Linked DNA regions of Drosophila melanogaster: region 1 is linked to region 2. The links are chromatin contacts, called in public targeted proximity ligation maps. All regions are on one chromosome and are shown on one strand. The core of a region is the stretch at or near the end of the contact, and the rest is flanking DNA. Distances in the headings are between cores, read along the strand shown. Region 1 holds the start of mRpS5 (mitochondrial ribosomal protein S5). Region 2 holds the start of CG40045.

Region 1 (4,269 bases), core at 1,106-3,605, 510 kb after region 2:
TCAGAGGTCGCAATGCTGGTAACAATCAAGGTGGCGGTTTCTCCGGAGGTCCGCAGAACCAGCAGCGTGACAACCGAAACCGTAGTGGTCCACGCCTTGCGAAGGTGCAGGTGGCACGATGAACAGCACCAATATGGGTGGTGGTGGCGATGGAGACGGTGGTCCGCGCGGCTGTGAAGACTTCTTCATTTCCCAGCGGTTTTGCAGCATTTCTGGGCCCACCTTTAAACCACCTTTAAACTATCATCCTAATGCCGAGAAGGCTAAGCGCGCCCTGGACGGATCGATGCGAATGGTGTACGATTCGCACCGAATGTCATTTTGCAGGTGAGAAATCTCACACCGTTCGTTTCCAACGAGCTGCTGTACAAGTCCTTCGAAATCTTTGGTCCCATCGAGAGGGCCAGCATCACCGTCGACGATTCTGGCAAGCATATGGGCGAGGGCATAGTTGAGTTTGCTAAGAAGTCATCGGCCAGCGCCTGCCTGCGGATGTGCAATGAGAAGTGCTTCTTCCTGACTGCTTCCCTTCGACCGTGTCTGGTCGATCCGATGTCTGATCCGATCAAAATGCCAACACCATTTTAACAATTTGCATATTTGATGCCCGATAAATCGAAATGTAAAAATTGATCCTTTGCACAAATTAAAACGAATCCATTCCGCTTTGCGTGTTCCTCAAACAATTTCTTAATAACTAATGCTATTTTATACATTCACAAAGTATTTGATTCGCATTGAAGTGGTAATTTCTGTGCAAGGGCATTTCTTTTAACTGCTTATTGGATTGTAAGAATATCATTTTTACTTTTTAAATTAAATATTAATGAATTTATCCCTTTTCAGGCAAACAGTGAGAGTCTGAAGCCAATAACCAAACTTTGTAAAAAGTGCCTGTGCATTCCGGCCAGTTCAACAGAATATGAAAGAATATGTCTTATTATGAATATAAAAAACCATTATTTTGTTATTACTAAATATTTTGAATACTGCGTTAATTCAAATAATAGTTTGCATTGAAGCAAATAAAGCGTTTTTGTTTAAAAATGCATTTTAATTCCTGTGCATGTATTTCTGCATTTTTCTAAAGGGCTACTGTAATATATATTTTTTAATTTGCAAGGGTATATAAACATCGGTTCACGTTAAATTATAGTTCCTTTATTTTTGTTTTCTTTTTAACTATCCATACTATCGATGTTTTCTTAAAAAACCATCGATAGTGCCGACCATCGATGATTCTCCAGCTCTATTCTCGCGCGCACTTTAAAGTCAGCCAAATAATATACAATTAATTCTATCGATATTAGTGTCACCTAGTATTTTATATTTATACACAGCTTACACTTAGTGTTTTATATTTATACACGGCTTTTATCTTATCGCAGAAACATTTTTTTTTAATAATCAAGGCTTGTTATCTTCTAATGAACCCCTTTTAAGAAATTACATTCGCTTGCGTAATACCAACTTTTTTAACAAATGTAAGTCAAATGTTTCAATCATAAAGTAAAAGAACAAATAAAATTTAACAAATGAAACTTTTGGCTGACTGACTTAAACAGGGGGAAATTTAAAACTTTTAAAACCTATAACATATTAACGAAGAAAAATATAAGGATCTGCATTTATTGTTTATATTGACAATAATGATTTATTAACTTCGTGTATTTTTACAAATATTATTTTTTCCTCATATATCAGGGAGTTTGCAGTAGTGCAATGACCTTTTATTTTTAGAAGTACCGGGTCACTAGCCGAGTCGATATGGCCATATATGGTCCGTATAGATATCGAAATCTAAGGAACTAGTAAAGCTAGAAATTTGAGGTCTATAGATATACGTAGACGCTGCGCAACATTGTTAACTGATGGTGTTACGCTTACACATAAGGATAATGTTCTGACATATATTAAGTTTTTTTTATCAGTTTTGTTAATTTCTATCAATATGACAAAAAACTTTTGCCACGCGCACAATGCGCCCAAAACTACAGCGACCAAACTAGATATTTAGATTTTTCAATTATATTTCAGTCTCGTAAATGAATATCGTTTTGCTAATAAATGCTTAGAACGCCAACAATACCACAAAAAAATGTTTTATCTCTCTTGTCAATTTCTATCAGTATAAACACCTTTTGGCAACGCCACATTATACGGCCACTAACTGGTCAAAACACATCCACACATTTGAAAAAAATAAATTTGTTCTTATATTATTTGCTATTTTCCCAATTTCTTTTGATCTGAGTAACGGGTAACTGATAGTCATCGAACTCGACTAAAGCGATGCAAATAGTCGTTCCTGGTAGCTCGACGTTCATAGAGACGGACAGACGGATCCACTCGTCTATTAATTCTGATCAAGAATATATATGGTCGGAAACGTTTCCTTCTGTCTGTTACGTACTTTTACTCTAGGAGTAACGGGTATAACTATGAAGGACTAGTCTGGACGGGTCTTAAAGCATGACGCACGTCTTATAATTGTTTTAATTTGGTCTTTTTTTGTAGCGTTACTGCTAGTGTTGCTGTATTAACCTCATAAATATCCTCAGTATCAAAACGTCTTAATAAATTCATATGTAAATATGAGTCAAACATTGATCCGTCGTCTCTTCAATCAAGCTTGTAGCAGAAATATTTTTATTTTGAACCAAAGCTTGTTATCTTCACATGAACCCATTTTACCAGGTTACATTGGTTTACGTAATACCAGCTTCTTTAACAAATGTAAGTAAAATGTTTTAATTCAATAAAAGAGCAGAAATGTTTCTATCTGCCATTGGATAAAAATGGTTCTAGGTAGTAGTAATGGTGCAAATAAAATGAAACAAGGAATTCTTTTTCTGGCTGATTTACAGTGAAATACAGTGGGTCAGAAATTATTTCCACGAGGTGTAATTTGAATCTTTCAAAGCCTTTAAAAGAAAAATGTCAGAATCATTATGTATTTTTTATTTAAACAACAATGATTTATTATTTTCGTGTATTTTTACAAATATTATTTTTTCCTCATATTTAAAGGACTTTGCAGTAATAATGACCCTTCGTATTTAGAAGTATCGGGTCACTAGCCGAGTCGATATGGCCATGGACAAAAAACTTTTTCCACGCTTACAATCCGCCCAAAACTACTGCGACCATACTTTTGAAAAATATTTACAGTTTTTCTTTATATTTCAGTCTTGAAAATGTCTCTGTATTTTCTTATAAATATTTGAAAACCCCACAAAAAACGTATTATTTGACTTGCAAATTTTTTCTCGGTATAAAAAAAACCTTTTGGCCATGCTCCTTTAACGCCCACTTACCGGCCAAAACTTTAAATTTGTTTTCATTTTATTTGTCATTTTCTCAATTTTTTGAGATGTCTGAATATGTTGAAATTTCTAGTTTGCACTTTCACTAGCCAAAGACACTAGAATAACAAGATAAGTAACGCTCATACATTGGTTTGGCACTATGCAGCCACTTTTTTAGTGACGGTTTAATTTGCTCTCTGTCCGCTTGCTTACGCTGAGAGCGTAAGAAATCTAAAAATAGAATTTGCTTGCTTGTGCGCACTTTTTAAATATATCAAATTGGAATAGACAAAAAAAACTGAAACTGAACAACCGAATCTATTAAAAATGGATAATTTACATACATCATATTCATATTAAGTCAAATGACTTCATAAATATACTTAATAATTAAAGCAAATACAAAGGAAATTATTATAACTACTGTAACTAGTTAAATGTTAAATTTTCCAAAAAGAAGACATAAGAGAAATAAATATTTCATAAAAATAATACGTTGTAGAAAATAAAAATTTATAAAATAAACTGTTTATTGCAAGTCATATCTTGAGGCACGAAGTGCGGACACAAGCACTCAACAATCATTGTCGCATGCTGAACACTCTATTGACAAAAATTCGAATAAAAAGTAATTTTTGAAATTTATTTTGTGATATTATGATTCGGCTATTACTATTTCTAAGCTATATTTAAATAATAATAACGTTAAGGCAATGCAAAACAAGAATTTTTCGCGTGGTGGCAATTGATTAAAAATAATATAGATTTAAAGTCTAAGAACTTCTAAGGTGAAGGGCATATTTTGTCAAATTTAAAATGCATGATCATACACACTGTAAAATAAGTTGAATTTTTGACTTTAAAGCTAAAAATTAAGAGTTTTTTGCTTAATTAAACGCAATTTTTTTATAAAATATAATTAAACAATATTTATTTTATCTATAAATCACAAAAACAAATT
Region 2 (3,934 bases), core at 82-2,581:
GCGAAAGGACCTACCAACCCAGCGAATAAATTATTAGGGCCGTTTAAACATAGAACAGTTGGAAAAATAATACAACTGTTCAAAAAATACTTGTTATAGTTAAGATTTTTAAACTTATTGTTAGTTCTTATACAAGAAGATTCAATAAATAAAAGCAAAGTAAAAAAAAAAAAAAAAAAAAAAAAAAAAGTTAAAATAATGATGAAATTAGTTTTAATGCTGTAAGATCGCCTACATAAATAATAACTGCTAACATTCCCCTGTTGAAGTTTGTCGTTAATAACATATTTACACATTATTCATAATTAAAGTAAATATAGATATAAATCGGCAATATATTCGAGCGGAGAATTTAACAATAGAGTATAAAAAATCTTCGTTAAAATAATTATAGTTACGGCATATATTTTTTAATAATATTTCATCCTGTCATATTGCAACGACATTGGCCAAAACTCGAAATCTGTAAATTTGTTTCTTAGATCAAAATTGATATCGGCCCGCAAACCGATAGAAGAGTGCGTAGAAAAATAAGTGGGACTTAAAATATTGACGAGAACCACAGTGGAACCCAGCCAATCTATTTAAAAACTCATATGGAAAACAATTGGTTCTTACACTGAATATGCGTTTCGCGATTTTTAAAGCATTTTATACGTTTGTTAGGGATAGGGTTAAAAAATATTCTTGCATTTCAATGTTTTTTGGTCGGTATCGTATATGTGGGCAACTGCTGTAACTGTAATCGGCTCACAAAAGCTCTGCAATAATTTATTTATGTTGTTATTAATCATAGCTTCAATACCATAAATAAGAAAATTATAAGCAAATTAATAATATGTTGTTCATTCAATAAACTTGTTTATTTCCAATCCAATTACAGTGGTTTGTTATCAAGAGCAAGCATGTTGTCTATTCTATTCTATTTTGAACTTGTGTTGGTATTTATAAATTTTAATCCTCATAAATTTTGATAACATATATTTTTAAATAAACAAAAGAATACAGAAAGGTTAAGGTAAGGATGATATCTACAGAACTTTTTACAAATTTAACCGCAAAGTCTATTGGCATACATTAAACCGGGCTTAGTACCAGCCATACGGCAAACTCTGCTGGCAATATGTGATGATATTAACCGTTTTTCTTCATTTTGGGATTGCCCCTTATATTTTTTTTGTAAGTATAGGATTTGTATATATATATCCCCGGTACCTGTTAGCCAACCAGAAGCAGTCAAACGTAGTGTAAATGTAATATAAGTGTAGTTGGAAACAAGTGTTATTGTGTCACATTCGTCTTCACAGGAGCTAGATCTGTGTTAAACTTGTATAACTAGTTCTTTTTTATGTTTGGCCTTTATAGAAAATTCGGTGGTCGATGTCGATCATTATATTTACTTTCAATACTAACTTATTTTTAAGCATACAATTTTTATTTGTGTTAATTACTTGTGCGTTAAACTGAACCAATTCATTTATCATACAACTTAGAATGTCTGAACTTCAGTCATCTTTACTGTTAAAAAAACAATTGGCAGGTAAGTTTAACAACTTCAAACGTATATAAATGAGCAAGAATGTATATATAAATGTTTTTACATATGTATATGAAATTATTTTTCCAGTCTTGCACATGTGGTTTTAAAATTGGTGCAAAAACCATAAGCTGGCAATGCTCAACCAAATACATATATTATGTGTAATATGAGTGCACATATGTAATTTGTAGCTTAAATATTACCTATATCTTAAGGTAATTTTAATAAATTCTTGTTCTTTTTTGTAAAGTTAATAGTATACTCTTACATAGGATAATAAATGTGTATATGCGCCAATACATATATGTGTAAATATTTGTGTCTACCCTTCTTTTTAAAAATCTCGTGGTATATATTATTATGTACTCAAATTAATGATAAAATTTGAGCAGGAGTTTGCTTAATATGCCGAAAAGATAAATTTATATATGTGTATGAAGGTACACATAATATATATTACTTTCTAACTCTAATAAATGCTTACATCTACACATATGTGTGTATGTATATACAAATTTTGGTAGTGTTCCCTTCACTGCCTTAAATTAAAATTTTTGGAAAGAAATTGTTTTCTAATGATTTAGACATTCAACAACACTTAAAGACTTGGCCGAATGATAGATATATTATTATCATATTTTTGTTAACACTCTACAAAGTTATGGTTAATTGATGTTCAAGGTAACCTAATAAAGCATTTATGTTATTTGTAGGGTTAAACAATGTTCATTACAACCTTTACAATGCTTAGCCCATTTCTTATTTTCAGCCATTAATCGCGAATAGCATTTTGCTACAGGGGCAACAGTATTTTAAAACAAATGAAACCATATACTTTGTTATTTAATCGAACATGTCAACAATGGAATGAGCTTTTTAAATTCGTTTGACTCATACTACTAACTAAAAAATGTATTTATGTATGTATATGTGATTTTTTATATACATATGTATGTATATGTTTATACATATGTTTTTATTCTATAATAAAAATTATTAATTTGTTAATTTGTTTGTGATCGCTAGAGGGAGTCACTAGCATCTACATGCTTTATTTTATCTTTCTATAATTTTCCATCAAGATCTCGACAATCATAAGGACGGATAGACAGATATCGCTAGATCGACTCGAATAGTGATCATGATCTAGAAATATTTACGTTTTAGAGTCAGATTTACTCTTTTTCACCTGTTTCAAACTTTTCATATTATCTTAAATTCATATGTGCAGTTGAAACAACAACCCTAAGAGAGCGTGCATTACGCACACACGTATATTTAAATCCATAAGTGGATTCAACCTGTAAGAGACTGGACATAAAACTTTACTGTACATCGCCGAATCTTTAAATTTGTTGTTTACTTTTTGTTCAGTTTATTGTGGGTTGTAATTTCTATTGAAGTTTCGGCACGTCGACTGTAATCGCCCAACCACGCCAAACTTTTTTAAAAAATATGTTCTCATTTATATATTTTCCCATTTTTCATGTCAATTTTTATCGATTTGCCAAAAGAATTTTAATAGAATATAGAGAATATAGATATAATATTCTTGTTTTCAAATAATTTGACAGTCCAATTCTTTTAGTCGACCATCAGAAAACTGAAAAATTCTTACTTGTGAAACATGCTAATTTTACAGAATTATAGAATAATTTAAATTTCGACTGGGAAACCAAACCATTTTTCGATGGTGGGCGTGACAGTTTATTACGGCTTGTGGGCATTAGATTACGCAAAAACCAGTGGCAAAAACCAAAAGGAATATGCATGTTAAATTTAATTTTCTAGCTCATGACAAATTATCCTGAATATACATACATATATACTTTTTACGATCAGAAACGGTACCTTCTACTGTTATATACAGTTTAACAAATTTGACATATCCTTCTTTTCAACGTCTAAGTGGTATAGTCATAATCCAAAATAAAATAGGTCCTCGCCGAACGTATTTAAAAAAATACAACCTACGGAACCAGATTGTTACACGTGATTACTAAAAATTAATAATTATTTTTATCTTTTCAGAACTAAACAAGAATCCAGTGGAAGGATTCTCCGCTGGTTTAATTGATGAGAATGATATATTTCGCTGGGAAGTTTTAATAATTGGACCGCCAGATACACTGTAGTATGCTATGAACATTGTATTCTTTTTCGTTTAAAAAATCATATTTATGCAACAATCACTGTAGACGCTATTCCAATCAATGTACGTCAAAGCGAAAACTAGACATACATGAAGCAATGAAATTCTGTTGTGGCTGTCCCATTGACACCAACAAAAACAAAAGAGAATGCTCTAATCGAGTTCCCCGACTATCAGATACCCGTTATTCAGCTAGAGTGAAAGCGAACGCGAAATTTCATAATTTTTTCTGAGATATCGAT

The links.
Region 1: a contact with region 2 is called in a targeted proximity ligation map of the Kc167 cell line, with 7 times the contacts expected there. A contact is called at or near these places in 2 of 7 datasets of targeted methods (the Kc167 cell line and the S2 cell line).

Annotation. Positions count from the first base shown.
Region 1 is chr3L:24,534,881-24,539,149 of dm6, forward strand. It overlaps mRpS5 (mitochondrial ribosomal protein S5), which reads left to right and starts at 2,356. Exons shown (of 3, transcript NM_001043187.2): 1 at 2,356-2,433; 2 at 2,518-2,736. The coding sequence starts at 2,595. It also overlaps the pseudogene CR12460.
Region 2 is chr3L:24,027,184-24,031,117 of dm6, forward strand. CG40045 reads left to right here and starts at 1,332. Exons shown (of 3, transcript NM_001275311.1): 1 at 1,332-1,540; 2 at 3,572-3,671. The coding sequence starts at 1,495.